Regions from separate parts of the Gossypium hirsutum genome. Here all the other regions are linked to region 2. The links are chromatin contacts, called in public Hi-C maps. All regions are on one chromosome and are shown on one strand. The core of a region is the stretch at or near the end of the contact, and the rest is flanking DNA. Distances in the headings are between cores, read along the strand shown. Region 1 overlaps LOC107913613 (a long non-coding RNA gene). Region 2 holds the start of LOC107913617 (pentatricopeptide repeat-containing protein At3g18970). Region 3 has its middle 26 kb from the start of LOC107913614.

Region 1 (2,700 bases), core at 171-2,670, 220 kb before region 2:
GCTATTAGTGCCTATACTTTGAAAATTTTATAGATTTAGTCCATATACTTTTATTTGATCATTTTAGTCCCTGTACTTTTTGAATTGTTCAATTTTAGTCCCTATACTTTTGAAAATTTAAAATTTTAGACCTGATCAAAATAGAAATAGTTAAATCAGTTTGTTTAAATTCAATTACTAGTTTTGTACTATGCGTACAATTATGAATTTAGTCTATATTCGCTAATTTAATCATTCTAAGCCCCTATATTTTTCAAATTTTGAAATTTCAATCTAGAGGAAAATGAAAGTTGCTAATCCATTACTAATTTTTTAGTGAGTAACATGTGGAAATAACAAACTCATATAGTATTGCACATATGATGATATGTTTGTCACATCAAATTTTAGAAATAACAGAACTTAACAAAATGAATTTAACAATTATTATTTGGCGATGATTAAAATTTCAAATTTTAAAAGATATAGGAGCTAAGAATGATTAAATTAAAGTATAAGGACTAAATCTATAACTTTTACAAAGTACAGGGATTAATAGAAAATTTTAATAAAAAAGAAATAGATAAAAAAATGGGTCCTAAAATTGGATTGGTGTAACTTTTGGGATCATTTAGGTGGATGAATTAAATTATTATGGTTCTCGAGAATTTGTCGTATCAAACGTGTCATCGATTCTGAATACAATTAATAGACAAAAAGGTACATGTGAATTTAAAACCTAGGCCCAAGGTGCATGAACAATCATTTTTGCACGATTTGATATTAATTATAGACAAACATCTATTTTTAAATTTTAATAAATGAAACTCGTGTATAAATAATTAACTTTTGAATATTATAAATTATTTTTATAAAAGCATATATTTAAATTATGCGATATGATTACGAAATAAAAACTTCAAATTACGAAATGAATATAATAATAACAATAATAATAATAGACCAACGTGTTAAGATTTATGTAATGTGGATTCCTACATGTGTTGTGGTCGCTCATGTGAGTTTAATGCAAAATATGGTTTGGTTGCATCAACCTCCAAATTGTATTACAAATGTGTCTGTATCGATATTCTTTTGATGAATAACTGATAGCATGGTGCATTCGTTCTTTCTTTTCTTTTTTTCACTTTTTTCTTTGGGGTAGTTTTTTTTTTAATGAATAACCATTATTTTGAAAAAAGTTATATAAATATATTACTAATAGAGTGTTTAATAACTCCATGTTTTCTGCTGTAAAAATATTTTATTTGTCGCTTTGGCACGTATTTTTCTGCTTTTTAGCAGTCTCTGCTTTTTTGCATGTCTTTGTGATTTTGATTTCTTTGGGTTCTCTATTTTTGGGTAAAGTGTGTACTTTGAATGGAGAAAGCGACAGTGGATCTGTCGTTAGAAGATGAGGAGGAGGATACACTCCAACTAAGAGTGGATTCAGTGGAGAAAGATCTTACATATGAAAATTGTTTTGTGGGAATTTTCTTGACTTCTAGCGTTGTAAACTTCTAAGCAATTCGGACGACTCTTGCAAATGTTTGGCATTCAATTGGAGGGTTTTCCATTTCAGATCTAGAAGAGGGTCACTAGTTATTTCGTTTCTACCTCGAAGCAAATGTGGATAGAATTGAGAAGGATAGACCTTGGAGTTTTAACTCCTGTCTGCTAATTCTTCACCGCCTGGTGAAGGGAAAGAACCCCTTGGGTGTTGAGTTAAATTGGGTTAATTTTTGGGTTTTGGCTCATGATATGTCACATAGTTTTATGTCAAAAATTGTTGCAAAACATTTAGGAAAGTCTATTGGGATGTTTCTTAAGTATGATGTTATAACGCCTCAAGTAGGGAATAAGAAAGCCATGCATATCAGGGTGAGATTGGATGTGCGTAAGCTACTATGCAGAAAGAGGAGATTCATGCTTCCAAATTGTACATGTGCATAAGCTCATTTCGCTTATGAGAAACTATCTTTATTTTGTTTTTTGTGTGGGAAGTTAATCCATGGGAAAAGTTTCTGTCCATTGCAGGCTACAACACCGAAGCATGAGATTGTTTTTCTGTGGGATATTTCTTTACACGCTCTGTCGTAGAGGGCTTCCATGTGGAAGAGAAAATGGTTGATTGAGGAAAGGGAGGGAAGAGGGATTAATTTTAGAAACTCCACAATCAATGCGGATGGGATTAAGGGTGATTCTTTCAAATCTTATCCCTTAAACCAAGGAGTTTTGGGTGCCTTGAATTCTAATGTATCCCAAATTCAACTGAATAAGGAGATGGTATTGAGGCTTGTAGGCCCAAAGGGAGACACGGGCTAGAACTTAATGGTCATTACAGTAATGTTAACTATGACAAAGAAATGTCGCTTGTGAAGGGGGAGGATACACCGATTCATCACTCGGAAGGTTTTAAAAGGCCACATACGAAACTGAATGAGGTAGAGAATGGGGATTCAAATGTTTCAAAGGAAATTATGGGTATTTTGGCACAAAACTCAGAAACTATGATATCGGCAAGCTTTGATAAGTAGGCCAGCCGACATAATGAAACTCATAAGTTGGAATATCCAAGGTTTTAGGAGACCTCGGATGATTCAACGTCTCTGACACATGTTGCGAGGCTTAAATCCATCTGTGGTCTTTTTGATTGAGACGAAGTTGAGTGCATCTCGAATGGTTGTAGTTAGAAAGAAATGTGGATTTGAATGGCCGAAG
Region 2 (2,700 bases), core at 125-2,624:
CTTAAGTCACATGGAATAATTGTAATAAAAAAATTATAAGAGTGTGAACATTAAGACTTAAATCTTGGACCATCAGGATAACTAAGAAGTCATTAAACCACTAAACTAGACACTTTCTTGTTTTCATTATTGCGCACAAATTAATAAAAGAAATAATATAGGGTGTGACAAAATGGGTATTTATTTATTTATAATTTTGTATGCGTTTTTATAAAATCTTATATATTTTTATCAAAAAATGAAATTTTAAATAATTTGTTTATTTTTAAAGTTTTTTTACTTTTTACTTTTGAATTTTTAAGAAGTTAAACTAAATTAATAGAATGTGTGAAGTTGAGGGCTAAATTTGTTCGATATTTTTAATTTAGGACTAAATTGATAGAATCTGTAAATATTGGAGGGCTAAGTTTTTTATTATGCAAATAAATAAAGGACACCATTAATGGTTTAATGGAAGGGTGACTAAAATATTAAAATTTGATAATATTATTTACTAAAATAGAAATGATAAAAATTATTCTAATATGAATTGGTTTATAATTTATAAATTTTATAAGTTCTTTCATTTTATTAAATATGGTTAATGTCAAATTTTTTTAACTATTTTATTAAATATTTTATTTATGAAAGTATTACTTTAATTAAAAATTAAAAACCATAAAATATTATAAAATTTAGAAAAAAAATAATTTATTAAAACCATACAAATTTAGAAAACATGATTTTTAAAAAACTGATAGAAATTAATTAAAAACCATAAATATTTAGAAAATTTAGAAAAAAAAATTAAAAACCATAAAAAAATTAGAAAGAATTTAATTTTAAAAAATTGTTAGAATTTAATTAAAAACCATAAAAAATTATAAAAAAATTAAATTGTCTTTGTAAAATTTTATAAAAATTGTTTTCTTCAATTTTATTAAAATAATGATGAAGTCCTTAAATATAGAAATAAGTTATTTCAATGTTTGATATACTTAAAAATAAATTATATTAGTAAAATAATTTTTTTCAAAATGAGAAAAATTATTTTATTATAAAATTTTATGGTTGCTAATTAATTTCTAATAATTATTATAAACTTTGTTGGTTTTTATAATTTTTTTATAATTTTAGAATAAACCTAAATAAATGTATGTACAAATTCAAATTAAATTGAAGAATCATTTTTATTGTGTATTTATTTAAAAAATAATTATAAAATGTTTTTTTATTTTTTGACATGACACTATCACAGAGTTCAGCATTGTTATTAAATAGTAACCGTGAATATTAATAAAAACACTTAATTGGATTTGATCAATTTTGTTAATCGAGGTTGAATTCGCTGCAAAAAGTTTGAGAAGGATTTAATTAATCTTTTAAATACAAAAAATAATGTTGTCAGCTTTGTAAATCTCTCCACCTCTATAGCTGCGAAATTTTAAGCATTAATTTCAAGCGAATAAAAAGGTTTTTAAATTTAAACCCTTCTCACCCATGCGACCTCACCTTTCTCTCCAAAGATGCCAGTATCTTTCTCCAAAACAATAGATAGGCCGTGGTTCAAAGAGCAACCTAGAGGTAAACCCAATACCCAACTCAAAGGAAGCTACTTTACGACTCTACTTTGAGATTTAGGATGCTGTTTTAGTTTCAGTTTTCTGAACCCATTATCTCTCTTTTTTTCATTGCAATTCTCTTTTTTTATAGCTCATGTTTCTTTTCATTGGTTGAATACTTTTTTGAACTCCTTTTATTCCTTGGACCGCAAGAACATTTGCGCGTTAGTAATATGGGCTTGCAATGGTTGTTGTAGGAGAAATCGTAAGGAAATTTGTTATTGTACCCGCTGGTCGGTCTTTCACACATTTGATCATCATAAGTCGGCTGCTAATGGATTTCACGGATTTGTTCGTCATCCCAGTTATTGTGGTTTACTGATTTATTCGTTCTTTAAGTTCAATGAAATTTCAGTGATGTATTTTGTGTAATCTGCTTCCACTTCTTGATTCTAACAAAACAAAGCTTGTAGAGCAAACTTTAGCAAGGATTCAAGACATCCAATAGAATGAGTGTTTTCAAAACAATCCAATTAGTTCCGTAGCTCTCAAAGCATTGGATATTTGAGATACAATTAGAGATGAAAGCCAAATTTAAGATTGAGCATATGTTGAAAACTCATGACGTTTTTCCCAATACTCCTAATTTCAGGTAACGTTTTTGGTCCAAATACAAGAGCAGCTGCTCCAGCAATCACAACAAGTTCAGGCGGACCAAGAACATACAAAGCATTGCAAGTAAGACCCATTTAAGCAGGTTCAGCTCTTGTCTTTCTCATGGCTGAACAACCATAAAACAGATTTGTTTTGAGATTTAGTATAGTTCAACAAAGAAATGGTTTTACTGCTCGTGATAAAATTGGACAGAAGAAGAAAATGGGATTGTAGTTAGTGGAAGTATTGAGGGCGAGAGAGTCACAGAAGTAACCTCCTTCATACTTTTTAGTTTCTATCGAGATATATTATATCATCAAAGACAAGAGACTTAATCCCAACAATTTACTTTTATGGGCACATGCAGTCTCTATCAAGGTTCAGCTTCTTGCCTCTATTAAACCTCCAAAACCCAATTTCTTCACACCACATTAAACAAATCCATGCCCAGTTAATCACCAATGGCCTCAAAGAACCCTCCTTTTTTGCCAAACTAATTGAAAAC
Region 3 (2,700 bases), core at 24-2,523, 130 kb before region 2:
GATCATGTGCCCAAACCAAAAGACATGTGATTTAGCACATTGGGTCATTAATTTCCTCATGGGCAATGCTTGAAGTTTCCACCAAAAAGCATAGGTGCCTGCCATTGCCACCTTTTTATCTTAAATTTTATTTTGCAAATAATTAACATATAAGGTATCTTTGTGTGTTTAATCAGTTGAAAAGTGAGTCAAAATTTGATATGTAAAAGAATTACTTTCTTTAAAATTTAACTTTCCTTCGAAAACTACTTCCTTATAAACATGTCAATATAATTCTTATGATAAATGGTAAAAGAATTACTTTTTCGTATAGGTTGAAAAGTTAAAAATATATTAAAGATAAGATTAGCCCCATTTTATTTTTGATTTAGGATATTAATTGAATGTAAACCAATTTTCTTGTTATTTCAATGGATTCTTTACAAGTAAATTTTTTTAAATTTATTTTCGATAAACATATTTAATCATTTACATGTTATATTTATTTTATGTTGCTTTCTTATCTTTCCCTTTCAATATATTGACTTGAGTTTCAATTCATTATAGTATTCATTCCAAAACAAGTTTTTTATACGAAGGATTTTATGTATGCATTGTTATATTTAGAATATATATGCAAGATAATTTTGAAATAATTTTATTTTCAATCAAAATTATCAATTAAAATATTATTAATTATTTAATTCCAAGATTTATTACTAATAAAGTTTATTGTTTATTGTAAAATATTAAGCACATGGATATTATTTTTATTTAATAAGGGTAAGTTTGTAAATTATTATTATATTATTTTTTTGAAACAATCTCGTTATAAGTTCTGATCATATGTGCTCCTCCCCAACCCATAAATAGGAGGATAATTCACTTTAGCACACTTAAACTTATGTCCTCCTGCATTGACAACAATGCTCATATCAATCGAGCTAAGACTCAATCGACAATTATCATTATATTCTTAGTAAAGTATTTAATGAACCAAACATGATAATATTGTTTTTCAATAATTTTAATTAATACTTTTCAATGTTCACTAAACATTATAAAATAACTTTTTCATCAATTATATTCCTGATTATTACATCCTAAAAAATCACATTTAGTTGAAATTATAACACGGGAAAGTACCAATCACTATTAAGTGATTTGAATTCAACTAAGATATTTCTACTTGTTAATATGAAGAAGAAACCGTGTTTGAGCTTATGCCTAACTCAAAATTTTAATGGGTTTCTAGTTAAGCCATTAGCATATCAAAGAAATTGTCCAACTTCTAATGGACCAGTCAACTTCATAGGCCTTATCCTTCATTTTGGATAACCCAAATCCCTTTAGTGGACACGATAATGGGTCTGTATTTATATTTTGTGATTATATTTTTAATTTAAAATTTAATTTTTAGATTTTTATTTTGAGACATTGAGTTGTTATATTTTTCTGATTTAAAGGCCTTGGTCCCTCCGTTTAATTTTGTCATTAGTGACTGTTATAAAAAGATAAAATAATTTTTTTAACACTCAATATTTTTATTTTTTTGTCAATTTGGTCATTACCCTTTAAAAGTAAAAAAAAACTTAAAATTTATTTTTTTCCAATATTTTAAATAAAAAGAAGAAAAATATAATTTTTAAAAATCAAAATTTATAAAATAAAAAATTCAAAATTCAAAAAATTAAAAATATCATTTTAAATATATAAATTTTTTTTCCAAAATTCAATGTTGTCTAATTTGGTACTGGTTGGATTGAGAATCAACTAGACTTTCGGCCCGATCAGGGGTAAAAAATCAATTGATCCATAAACTGATCCAAAGTGGTTGAATCAATTTATAAACAATTGAACCGACAATTGAACCAATTTTTATATTAATATTTTTATATTTTTTATTTTTTAACAATTTATTAATTTTGAACCAATCAGACCATTTGAAATAGGAACTGATTGGTTTGACCAGTTCGACCATTAGTCTGGTTCCAAAAATATTTTCAAAATTTCAAAAAACAAAATGTTATGTACTCCTTGAATGATAATAAGATGTGTTCATTGGACATGTAACCCAACCATTTCGATTGACCCATTTTAAATATAGATGATTAAAAAATTAATATTAATTGTATATTGATTTATATTAATTGATATAAAATTTGTGTTAATTTTTATAATTAAATATTAATATAAGTTTTATTTTTTATTATTTTAACATTAAAATCGGCCAAGTTGAAGCGGCCCAAGGTTCCTAATTTGAACGGCCTAACTGATTCAAATCAAATAAATTATTAAAAATAAAAAAAATATTGTTATACCACCCCCAACTGGGACACATGGCAACATAAAAAACAAATCGAAAAGGCACCCGCAAGTAGCCCTTCGTCCCTACAACCTGGATGGTTCCTCAGTGATTAACTACTTGCGCGCCTCATATCACCCGTGAGAAGTGACCATCTATCCTTAACCACCCGAATGGAGCCATCCACTATTAATGGATACACTCTCCTTAATGAGGACACCACTCGGGAATCATTATACCTCCCATTGAACTACTCGAATTTTCTAGGAATTTCAAAATAAAAGCACTTCTTCATACTTTCTCTTCATCAGGGATAGATCTTCTCCTTATAAGGGTGAACCGTTCTAATTGACCATCTCTTATTTTATTTTCAATGACTATTAGATGAAGAGGCACTCTATGAATGGTCTCAAGGA

Evidence for each region. A called contact is a pair of places that touch in the nucleus more often than the background predicts.
Region 1: a contact with region 2 is called in a Hi-C map of fibers, with 1.7 times the contacts expected there. The contact joins the enhancer-like site here to the promoter of LOC107913617 in region 2. A contact is called at or near these places in 12 of 34 Hi-C or Micro-C datasets (anther, callus, fibers and 3 more).
Region 3: a contact with region 2 is called in a Hi-C map of leaf, with 3 times the contacts expected there. The contact joins the enhancer-like site here to the promoter of LOC107913617 in region 2. A contact is called at or near these places in 14 of 34 Hi-C or Micro-C datasets (anther, callus, fibers and 2 more).

Annotation. Positions count from the first base shown.
Region 1 is chrD11:51,043,416-51,046,115 of Gossypium_hirsutum_v2.1, reverse strand. The region is part of intron 1 of LOC107913613 (a long non-coding RNA gene); the gene reads right to left. Among protein-coding and RNA genes, the nearest start is that of LOC107913613, 5.5 kb to the right of the region's middle. Within about 2 kb of position 1,420, at least 4 of the 9 cell types and tissues checked have an H3K27ac peak or open chromatin away from gene starts, as enhancers often do. A contact at or near this core is called in fibers, where this site is marked.
Region 2 is chrD11:50,819,828-50,822,527 of Gossypium_hirsutum_v2.1, reverse strand. It overlaps LOC107913617 (pentatricopeptide repeat-containing protein At3g18970), which reads left to right and starts at 1,374. Exons shown (of 5, transcript XR_005920559.1): 1 at 1,374-1,563; 2 at 2,194-2,700.
Region 3 is chrD11:50,952,519-50,955,218 of Gossypium_hirsutum_v2.1, reverse strand. No RefSeq gene overlaps it. Among protein-coding and RNA genes, the nearest start is that of LOC107913614, 26 kb to the left of the region's middle. Within about 2 kb of position 1,273, at least 1 of the 9 cell types and tissues checked has an H3K27ac peak or open chromatin away from gene starts, as enhancers often do. A contact at or near this core is called in leaf, where this site is marked.